Linked DNA regions of Capra hircus: region 1 is linked to region 2. The links are chromatin contacts, called in public Hi-C maps. All regions are on one chromosome and are shown on one strand. Each heading gives the region's core, a stretch centred on a gene start, on an enhancer-like site or on the middle of the called end of the contact. The rest is flanking DNA. Distances are from core to core; before and after follow the strand shown.

Region 1 (5,616 bases), core at 90-2,589, 170 kb before region 2:
CACAGCCAAGTAATAGGACTAGAAGCCACATCATATAAGGTCTTAACCCACTTTTTTCCTGCCTTGTCTGTGCTCAACAATGTGGTCAAGTTTCCTCCTCAAAAGACAGAAACCTCTGTGATAACACATGGAAAAATTTTGGTGTAGGCATACTACTGCGTTTCAGGGGGAGGGATGAACAAATTTCATGAGTCTCAATCAAAGGCGAAAATGCTATATGTGTGTGTACCGCGGGGCGGGGCGGGGCGGGGGAGGGAGAGAGAAACCCCCTACTGGCATAGCTGATAAAGTTCACCTCTCATGGATCAGCTGGTTAAGAATCTGCCTGCAATGCAGGAGACCCAGGTTCGATTCCTGGGTTGGGAAGATCCCCTGGAGAAGCAAAAGGCAACCCACTCCAGTATTCTTGTCTGTAGAATCCCATGGACAGAGGAGCCTGGCAGGCTACAGTCCATGGGGTTGCAAAAGTCGGACACGACTTAGCGACCAAACCACCAACACCACTATGTCAGCTGATTCTCAAGCATCTTATTCCTTCCCAATCCTCCTCTCTACTCGGGGAGTCTGGTCCTACCCGCTGGCCACAGGAGCCTCGTCTGTTTACTCCACCCTCACGCTGCATCTACAAACTGCACCTTCTCCAGCAGCCCTCCCACCGCCCAGGTGGGACTCCTCCGGCCTTGAGGACCAGCCCAGGCCTGCCAAGGCCCCTCCAAGCCAGGCCCAGGCAGGGCCTTGGATGTGCTTCAAACACCTCCAGAGACACTTGCCAGTGAATCCGGGAAAAATAACATTTTAGAGAGCAGATAGGCAACGTAGTTCAACCTGCATGTCCTTTCAGCTTAAAAAAAAAAAAGAATACTGACTCCAGCCCGAGGGTCAGTGCTAGTGTTCTTGCTAGAAGGTGAATTCTGGCAAGTAGTAGGTACTCCTTAAGTTACTATCCGTGGGAATACTTTGTTTCAGAACACCTGGCGTCTACTTTAGAGCACGTTCACCAGCACCAAGTAAGGGGACGCTAGCCGACGCCTCTCCCTCCCAACGCCAGACACGACTCTAAGCAGACGCCCTGCAACCTCCTCGCAATCCTGTTTCGGTGGGGACATTATTATCCCCACTTTACAGAAAGGCCCCAGGCGGTCAGTCGCTCGGACACGGTGCGCAGAGACAAAGCCAGGAAGCTCGAGCAGCTCCGAGAGGCCCAAGCCCGGAGGAAGAGGAAAATAAAGGGGGGACCCCGGAGCCGCGCCAACGTCCCGCAGAACTTACTGCGACAGCCGCGCCAGCCGCGGCCGATCCATTCCCGCCCGCCGCGCTCGGCGCCGACGCAAAAACTCCCGCCAAACCTCGCGCTGCTCCCGGCGGCCAATCCGGGCTGAGCACGCAGAAACGCTCCCGCCCCCGCCCCGGCCACGCCCTGTCTGCGGCCCGGGGCTCCGCCCGTCGTAAAGCGCTAGAGAAAATGCAGCCTGGACTAGGCGAGAACTGGAGTCCACGCCTTCTGCCTACCCGTCCGCCACGCAAGTTTTCCGCCAGGGCCCGCCCCCGGGTTGGGGAAGGGAGGAGCCAGTGCCGGAAAGCTACCTAAGCGCGAGCTCGCCGCCGAGGGGCGGATCCAAACCCCGGGTCCTCTCTCCGGGTGCTTAGGCGCCTGCGCAGTTGTCTGGTGTTGTGCATTGAAAATTGACAGGGTTAGGCTTTCAGTGTTCTTGCCTAGAGAATACCAGGGACGGGGGAGCCTGGTGGGCTGCCGTCTTTGGAGTCGCACAGAGTTGGACACGACTGAAGCGACTTAGCAGCAGCAGCAGGGGAGCCCCTTGGGCTGCCGTCTATGGGGTCTCACAGAGTCGGACAAGACTGAAGCGACTTAGCAGCAGCAGCAGCAGCAGCAGCAGCAGCAGCAGCAGGCTTTCAGTACCGCTGGTACTGAATCAGATGTGTGATCTTGGCTTATTTTATTTCTACCCCAGCGTTTTTATTCGTAAATGGGGAGGACTCCTAATATGCTCTGATTCTTTGCTTTCTCTTTAAAAACGTATTATCCTGCAAAAGAATGATGTTGGACTCTTTCAGTTCAGTTCAGTTCAGTTCAGTTCAGTCGCTCAGTCGTGTCCGACTCTTTGCGACCCCATGAATCGCAGCACGCCAGGCCACCCCGTCCATCACCAGCTCCCGGAGTTCACTCAGACTCGCGTCCATCGAGTCAGTGATGCCATCCAGCCATCTCATCCTCTGTCATCCCCTTCTCCTCCTGCCCCTAATCCCTCCCAGCATCACGGTCTTTTCCAGTGAGTCAACTCTTCGCATGAGGTGGCCAAAGTACTGGAGTTTCAGCTTTAGCATCATTCCTTCCAAAGAAATCCCAGGGCTGATCTCCTTCAGAATGGACTGGTTGGATCTCCTTGCAGTCCAAGGGACTCTCAAGAGTCTCCTCCAACACCACAGTTCAAAAGCATCAATTCTTCGGCGCTCAGCCTTCTTCACAGTCCAACTCTCACATCCATACATGACCACAGGAAAAACCATAGCCTTGACTAGATGGACCTTAGTCGGCAAAGTAATGTCTCTGCTTTTGAATATGCTATCTAGGTTGGTAATAACTTTTCTTCCAAGGAGTAAGCATCTTTTAATTTCAAGGCTGCAATCACCATCTGCAGTGATTTTGGAGCCCCCAAAAATAAAGTCTGACACTGTTTCCACTGTTTCTTCATCTATTTCCCATGGAGTGATGGGACCAGATGCCATGATCTTCCTTTTCTGAATGTTGAACTTTAAGCGAACTTTTTCGGTCTCCTCTTTTACTTTCATCAAGAGGCTTTTTAGCTCCTCTTCACTTTCTGCCGTAAGGGTGGTGTCATCTGCATATCTGAGGTTTTTGATATTTCTCCCGCCAATCTTGATTCCAGCTGGTGTTTCTTCCAGTCCAGCGTTTCTCATGATGTACTCTGCATAGAAGTTAAATAAGCAGGGTGACAATATACAGCCTTGACGTACTCCTTTTCTTATTCGGAACCAGTCTGTTGTTCCATGTCCAGTTCTAACTGTTGCTTCCTGGCCTGCATACAGATTTCTCAAGAGGCAGGTTAGGTGATCTGGTATCCCCATCTCTCTCAGAATTTTCCAGTTTATTGTGATCCACACAGTCAAAGGCTTTGGCATAGTCAATAAAGCAGAAATAGATGTTTTTCTGGAACTGTCTTGCTTTTTCGATGATCCAGTGGATGTTGGCAATTTGATCTCTGGTTCTTCTGCCTTTTCTAAAACCAGCTTGAACATCTGGAAGTTCACAGTTCACATATTGCTGAAGCCTGGCTTGGAGAAGTTTGAGCATTACTTTACTAGCGTGTGAGATGAGTGCAATTGTGCGGTAGTTTGAGCATTCTTTGGCATTGCCTTTCTTTGGGACTGGAATGAAAACTGACCTTTTCCAGTCCTGTGGCCACTGCTGAGTTTTCCAAATTTGCTGGCATATTGAGTGCAGCACTTTCACAGCATCGTCTTTCAGGACACACCATAAATAAAAATGAACTTACAATGGGTCAAAGACCTAACTGTAAGAGCTGAAACTCATAGAAACACAGGGTAAAGGCTTCATGACATTGGATCTGGCCATGACTTCTTGGATGTGACGCTAAAAAGCACAGTTTGGGATGATGAAAAAGTTCTGGAAATGAATAATAGTGGGTGGCTGCGTAACAGTGTGAATCACTTAAGTAGTGCCTAGATTGCACAGTTAAAAATGGCTAAAATGCTGAGCTTTATGTCATGTACATTTAACCACAATAAAAAATTATGTTTCACACATACACAAGAATATAGCACATATAATATAAAAATAAAAATGACCACTTGGGAGTTCCTTGGTGTCTTACCGGTTAGAACTCAGCACTTTCAATGCAGAGGCCCAGGCTTCATCCCTGGTTGAAGAACCATCCAGCATGCCTCACAGTACAGCTAAAATACTAAAATAAGTAAATAAATACAAATTAAGAAAGAAATAAAATGGTTGAAACTTTTAAAAGCTTTAACAACAACAAAACATAGCACCCATCTGTCCACCAGTGGATTAGGAAATTAATAACAGTCATTCCTTCCAAGGATAACCACTCTTCTGATTTTGTGTTTCTCATTTCCATGTTTTTTCTACCTTGATACATCCCTAAATGATGTATTAATTATTGTATGTCTTAAACTTTATATAAATGATATTTAGTATGTATTTTGGAAGTGCTCTTTCTTACTCAAAGCTTTGATTTTGGGGTTTATCCACATTGATGCAGGCAGCTGTCATTCATTCATTTTCATTGTCTTTGGAATGTATTAAGTAAATATACCACATTTTACTAATCCATTCTCCCGCATATGGAAACATCAGTTGTTTTCAGTCTTTTTGCTGTTGCTAACAATGCCACACTAAACATTCCTGCAAGACACTTTTTCCAAACCTAAGTGTCTTGCAGTCACAGACCTAAAAGACAAGGATAGATTCAGTAGTAGTAGTATTGCCACATGGGATAAAGACATTTTCAGCTTTACACAACAGTGCCAATTTTTACACGTTGTTTTGTTGACTGTATAATTTACATCCCCATCAGCAATATGTAAAAGTGCCCTTCACCACATACTTGTCAATATTTAGAATTTTCAGGATTTAAACATTTTTCTTGAGTAGCAAGTTGAAATGGTATCCTATTGTGTTCTGGACTTGCATTTCCCTTAAGTTGGTCTTCTTTTCTTTGTTTACAGGTCCTTCCTGATTCCTCTTCAGTGAAACACCTATTCACTCTACTTAGGAATCATTTGGGCAATTGCCACAGAAGAATAAATCATCTTTGTGGTTTTGAAGGTAGTTCCCCGCTGATGCATAGAAATAGGGTTCCTAGAATCACTGGAAGCTGTTAACCCATAAGAGTATGGAAAGCTAGCTCAATTTCCCAGGAAAGGGGTTACTGTCAAATCTTTTGGACTTATGGAGCTGAAAAAATGAAACCACCCAAGTATTAAGACAAGAAGAAGCTCAGTGCTCTGGGTGGGGATAAAAACTCAACCTAAGTAGGTTTAAATGCTAAAAGAATTTATGAACTCATGTCACTGAAAAGTCCAGTGGCAAGATGGCTGCAAGATGGCTCACTTTGACCTGCAGGTTGGAGAAGCCCCCAGGGCTCTGAGTCTGTTTCCTTGCCCTTCTGGAGCCTGAGCTTTTCCCCCAGCCTGGGTGCTGTCACCATCATCATCGCCCGGATTTAGTGAGCATTTACTATGATCCAGGCGTCGTTCTAAGTGTTCAGCATCTATGAACACATTTCATCTTCTCAATAACCCGCTGTGACAGGCACCAGAACCTCACCCTGCACGTGAGGAGACTAAGGAGCAACCCACAGGGAGGAAGTGGCTGTGGCTGTGCTAGATCTGAGGACTCTGTGCGGGAGCCTGCACCCAGCAGCTCTTCCGTGTTTCACATCGGAATTCCATGCTTCAGAGAAAGCCAGCTATGTCCCAGCAATCTTAGAAACAGATGTACCCTAATTTTACTAGCGTGCATCACATACCCACCTGTATTAGTCAGAGTTCCAGAGAGAAAGAAACAATAGGATGTGCACTGGGGTTGTGAAGAAG
Region 2 (5,265 bases), core at 2,637-5,136:
GCCTATGTGGCAATCTAGTGCCCAAGAGGCACACCAGTCTTCCAGAAGGGCACTGTGGCTGGTAAGAGAACAAGGCCGGCGGGTCACCCAGGATCTGGAAGGCTGTCTAGATGCTTAGCATCTTTTCCAGCTTGCATGTGGAATATGAACTGAGTCTTCTGGACCCCTGGGATGACTAGGCAACTGAGGGGCAGGGAGGACCAACTGCTGTCAGCAAGGCCTCCTTTAACTAGAAAAATAAAAGGGGAGCCTGTGATTACATTCCTTGTAGGTCATAAACACCCCAAGTAGCTTATTTTTTTTTACTAAAACATTTACAATGAACATGTTTTGTAAATAGGAAGGAAAAACATAATATAAAATTGGTCTTGAAAAGAATAAAGATAGTTGTTACTACTGGCAAAAAAAAAAAAGTCCAATTTGTAATTATTTCAAGGTATATGTTTCATAATAGCAAAAAAAAAAAAAAAACCTGTAAACAATCCAAATGCCTAACCTTTGGGGTACTGTCATACATTCATCTGAAAGAATATAGAGCCATTAAAACAATAAATATACGATAGTGTCAACACAGGGGAAATGCGCAGGAATAAAAAGAACAAAGACACACACATTCATTGATTGCTGCCATGGAAAGTCATGTTTAGACAGTGATAAGAATGAAAAATAACAGAGGTTGATCCTTTCAAGCAAAAGGATCCTTTGTGGTCAGGGGAGATATGAGGTGTAAGTCTCCATAGAAAGCTTTTTTATTGTTTTGTTTTTAATAGCAAATCGAGTTGATATGGCCTCTGTTAGCGACAGTGAAACCACATTTTCCCCGGGAATTCAAGCCTTTAGGGCTGCCTCAGGCAAAAGAGGAACACAGAAGTAAATTTATGCTTCAGCCCTCGTTTCACCCTACCTAGGGCTCCTCTCTTTCTATCTCTGTCTCTATCTCTCTATCTCTCTCTATACATCTCTCTATCTCTTTCCAAAGACCAAGTTCATTAAGTCCATTCACTCAGGTCTTGCCCTTTGCTCCTTGATTGGCAGCCAGTGTGGATGACTTAACCTCTGCTCACATATGATCAGCTGGGATACACCAGAACATTATCCTTCTTAGAAAATATTTTTCTTTCTATATGAAATTATTTTTGACTCTCCCTCTCTTTCAATTTAAAAAGTAACAGGCACCTATTTTAACAAATATATAATGTACAGATTATATTGGGCAACACTGTGTTGTATTTGGGGGCCTGTCAAATTCACAGCCATTCCTAGGAGTTCTTTACCCATGGCTGGCCATGCCGTGTGCCCTGTGGCTCTGACCCCTGACCCCCAAGACCAGCTACAGCTGGCTGGACCAGGGTAAATACCTGACTCAAGGGCAGCCAAACCCTGGGCTGGCCAGGGTCTATGGGGTGGACGTCTCCAAAAATCTTACCCTAGTTTCACTGTGACTCACTGAGCCCATCAAGTCCCCTCCTGGGGAGTAAATGTGAGGCATAGAGGAGTGGTAAGTGGGTAGGTAGGGGGAGCGTTAGTCTAAGGACATGCAGAGAGAAGGAAGGAAGCAAGGGGTGGAAGAAGTAGGACTCGTGCACAACCAAGAGGCACAGAGGAGAATAAAGGGAAACAGAGTTTAGCTGGTGGTAGGAGGAGGCAGAAAGACACTAAGGCCCAGCTTCTTGAAGGAAGGGACCACGTTTGCATTATTCCTGGAGAGAAACAGGGCCTGGCACACGGAAGTCATGCAATGGGAGTCTGGGCTGGCTGACAGGCAGGGGAGGAAGGAGGCCTGAGGAGAGCAAGCCGGCACCTCTGTAGAGCTCTGGGTGGGTGACTGCCTCCATCTTCCCCACGTGGCCCCCATTCCAGTCTCCCGTGCAGACTGGATTCCTGTCTTCCTTGTTGCCCCACAGTTCCTTACAGTAAATCTCATTTTCCCCATTCTTAAAATCTCAGAAAGTCCAACAGAGAAATGTAAAACAAAGAACAAAACAAAAAATCCTCCGTGAGCCAGAGATAATCATCCTGAAAACAGATTTCGTGTTCTGTTATTTTTATACTAAACAAGTGAAGTAGTTCCATACCATAAACTATCCTCTGAAAACATGGTTTTGGTGGCTGCCCTTTGTCCCTTCACTCTAAGGAGTATTAGGTGTTAGATGTTAGATACTGAGGTTATTTCTGAAAGCTTGCTGCATGAATAATGCCCTGCTGTCCACACAAAGACTTGTACGTGAGTGCTTGCAGCAACTCTATTCCTAGTGTCCGCCAAACATTACAAACAACCCAAATGCACAACAACAAACTCTGGAACATCCATACGGTGGGATGCGACTCAGCAACACAAAGGGACAAACTACTGACGGACACAAAATTGTGGATACACGTCAGAAACACTCTGCTAAGTGGAAGTCGCCAGACAGAAAAGGCTCCACACATGTGGGCTTCCACGCAGTCAACCTTGATGGAAAGATAAAACCAGAGGATGAAAAGCCCATCAGCAGTTGCCAGGGACTGGGGCTTGCAGCAGGGACCTGACGATGACAAAGGGCAGCCCAAGTGAACTTCCTGGAAAGATGGAAAAATATCTGACAGCGCTAGTGTTTACACCACTATATACATTGACATGGTTCATCCAGCTGTACACCTAGTAAGAGTAAATTTAATGGTATGTAAATGATGGAAAGTGAAGTCACTCAGTCATGTCCGACTCTTGGAGACCCCATGGACTGTAGCCCACCAGGCTCCTCCATCCATGGAGTTTTCTAGGCAAGAGTACTGGAGTGGGTTGCCATTTCCTTCTCCAGGAGATCTTCCCGACCCAGGGATTGAGCCCGGGTCTCCTGTATTGTGGGCAGACGCTTTACTATCTTAGCCACCAGGGAATCCCCCAATAAATAAGTAAATAAATGATACCCCCAGTAAATATGACCCCACTCCCCCCAAAGTAATACTGTCATGCAGTAAGTCCCATCTACACGTCTCCTTCTGAATATCTATGGGTATATCCTTTGGATAAATTTCCAGAAGCAGAATCACTGGATCAAAGTGTATGCACAGTTTAAGCACAGTTCATTAAAGACTAAAATTAAATAGCCACCTGAGGCTAGCAGCTACCGTGTTGGCCAGCACAAGTCTAGGACACAACTGGCCCCTGGCTGCAGGAGCAGTGGCGGCCGCACCCAGCCAGCCTGGCCGTGGGGCCTGATCACTCTCCGCCTCACACTCCAGGGCCAGGACCCGGGGTCCTGTCTGCTCCGGGCACTGGAGTTGGAGTACTTGGCTCTGTCCCCTCCCTTGATTCTCCCCTGCTTGCTCCTGGGTGCCTGCCCTGCTCGCCACTGCCCTCTGGGGACTGGGCGCTCGGTGCCTGGGCAGCTTGGATGCCAGGCCTTCGGGGACCGTCCTCCATTCACCCGCATCTGCCTCCAGCCCCCTTAGGCTGGCTGTCTTCCTACCTGTCTGGGCTTCTGCCTCATTCACTGCTAGGACTTGCCTCTCTAGAAGCCTGGCTCACGCATGGCTATCTTTGGAAGGGGAAACTTGATTATCTCTTTTAATGATCTCTCTCTCTTTTTTGTTTTATTCCTAGCGTCAACCCTTATCTTTGAAAAGTGACCCTGTCCTTGGAATCGCCTCCTGAATCCTGATGCCACCCACACCCAGGTGTGTCAGAGGGCTGTGTGGAGAGAGGTGAAAGCGTGGGAAGATCAGCAGCGGTACACACAATGCTCTCCAACCCCACCGGAACTGGGCTCTGCTAAAAGGGAAACATGGACAGACGCACAAGGACGATCTGGTTTAAAAGGCGTCCCTTAGCCATATCAGCATGAAGTACCCCCACAGGCACCTCCCTGCCCAGCTCCCAGCCGCTTCCCCACGGTGGGAGCCATCAGCCCCCCGGCCTTGGGCACAAGATCAGAATCCTCAAGAGAGCGGTGGGGAGAGGCCCCCGTTCCTGCCCAGCCACAGTCAGCACCCATCTCAGAGCTTCGATTGCAATGGAGGGCATGGGTCTGCCCTGGCCAATAACGCTGGGAAAAGCCCAGCCTCCTCAGAGACCTGCTCTTCCCACGTGCTGCCACCCTACCTCACAGTCAATCCGGGACAAGGCTTCTGAGCCCAGCAGTCACCTCCCATCCCTAGGAGGGCACACGTGGGGCTGGGGTGCGAGCGGGACATGAACGGGGTGGCCCTTGGCTCACACTGCCTCTCCCGCCCCATCCCCCTGGACCACAGCCTCCTTAGCTGGCTCTTCCATCATCAGCTGAGCCAACTGAGCAGGAGGGCTCTCATTCCTCTGAGTTAGGACATCTGTTATCTGACGGGCAGAAGCACATCTCAGGCAGGACAGAGCATGTGGCCCTTGTTCTCCATGAGCAGTCTTCAAAAACGACAAGACCTCATCAACAGTTGTAGAGGTAACATCTTCCGCTGCCGGCATGGCCAGTACGGTGAACAGACACTGGAGAGGGAGCAGAGTGTGCCCGGAGCAGGGGGTCAGGACGTACACAGCACTGGGGGGTGAGGGGTCCTTGTGTACACGCGCATTTCTCCACACCCAGCACAGTCCCTGCCCTCAGCTGTGCTCCTCCAGTCATGCAGAGGAGAGTGAATTTCTAATAATGGGGGATAAGAGAGGGTGATAGTCTGGAAACCTAACGCTGTATTAAAGTGAAGTTGCTAAGTCGTGTCCGACTCTTTGCGACCCTATGGACTGTAACATATCAGGCACTTCCAACCACGGGATTTTCCAGGCAAGAATATTGGAGTGGGTTGCCATTTCCTTCTCCAGGGGATCTTCCCAACCCAGGGATTGAACCCGGGTCTGCTGCATTTCAGGCAGACGCTTTACTGTCTGAGCCACCAGGGAAGCTATGCTGTATTAAAGTGGTTTCTAAATTGGGGCCACGAAAGTGTTTGGTGAGTCCATCATCTGCTAACGCCCCATCCCTTAGCAACTCAGCAATCAGTGTCAGACCTCTGAAGGGAAAACGATTAGTCAAATGTGATCGACTATACGTGGAATATTTTATATGCATACTCTTCTGACTTCTATTGCCGTGGAAAGATGTTTAATATTCAGACTGTACTTATTTTACCAGTAAAATGTAGCATCTTCAGTTTAGCTACATCATAAGCAATACAGCGTGACTAGATTACAGGGGCCTCTGAACGAGTTCATCTTCCAGGCCCAGGATCCATCACGTTCCTCAGGCACAGATCGTAATCAGGGGATTGAGGGCCAGAAGGGTTTAGGAGACAGAGATCTTC

The links. Hi-C and Micro-C count contacts between places; a contact is called where the count stands out from the background.
Region 1: a Hi-C map of blood shows a contact between it and region 2, with 8 times the contacts expected there. The contact joins the promoter of CENPU here to the enhancer-like site in region 2. A contact is called at or near these places in 3 of 5 Hi-C or Micro-C datasets (blood and liver).

The regions. Positions count from the first base shown.
Region 1 is chr27:30,387,570-30,393,185 of ARS1.2, reverse strand. It overlaps CENPU (centromere protein U), which reads right to left and starts at 1,339. Exons shown (of 13, transcript XM_018041884.1): 1 at 1,270-1,339. The coding sequence starts at 1,301.
Region 2 is chr27:30,216,437-30,221,701 of ARS1.2, reverse strand. No RefSeq gene overlaps it. Among named protein-coding and RNA genes, the nearest start is that of HELT, 45 kb to the right of the region's middle. Within about 2 kb of position 3,886, at least 1 of the 5 cell types and tissues checked has an H3K27ac peak or open chromatin away from gene starts, as enhancers often do.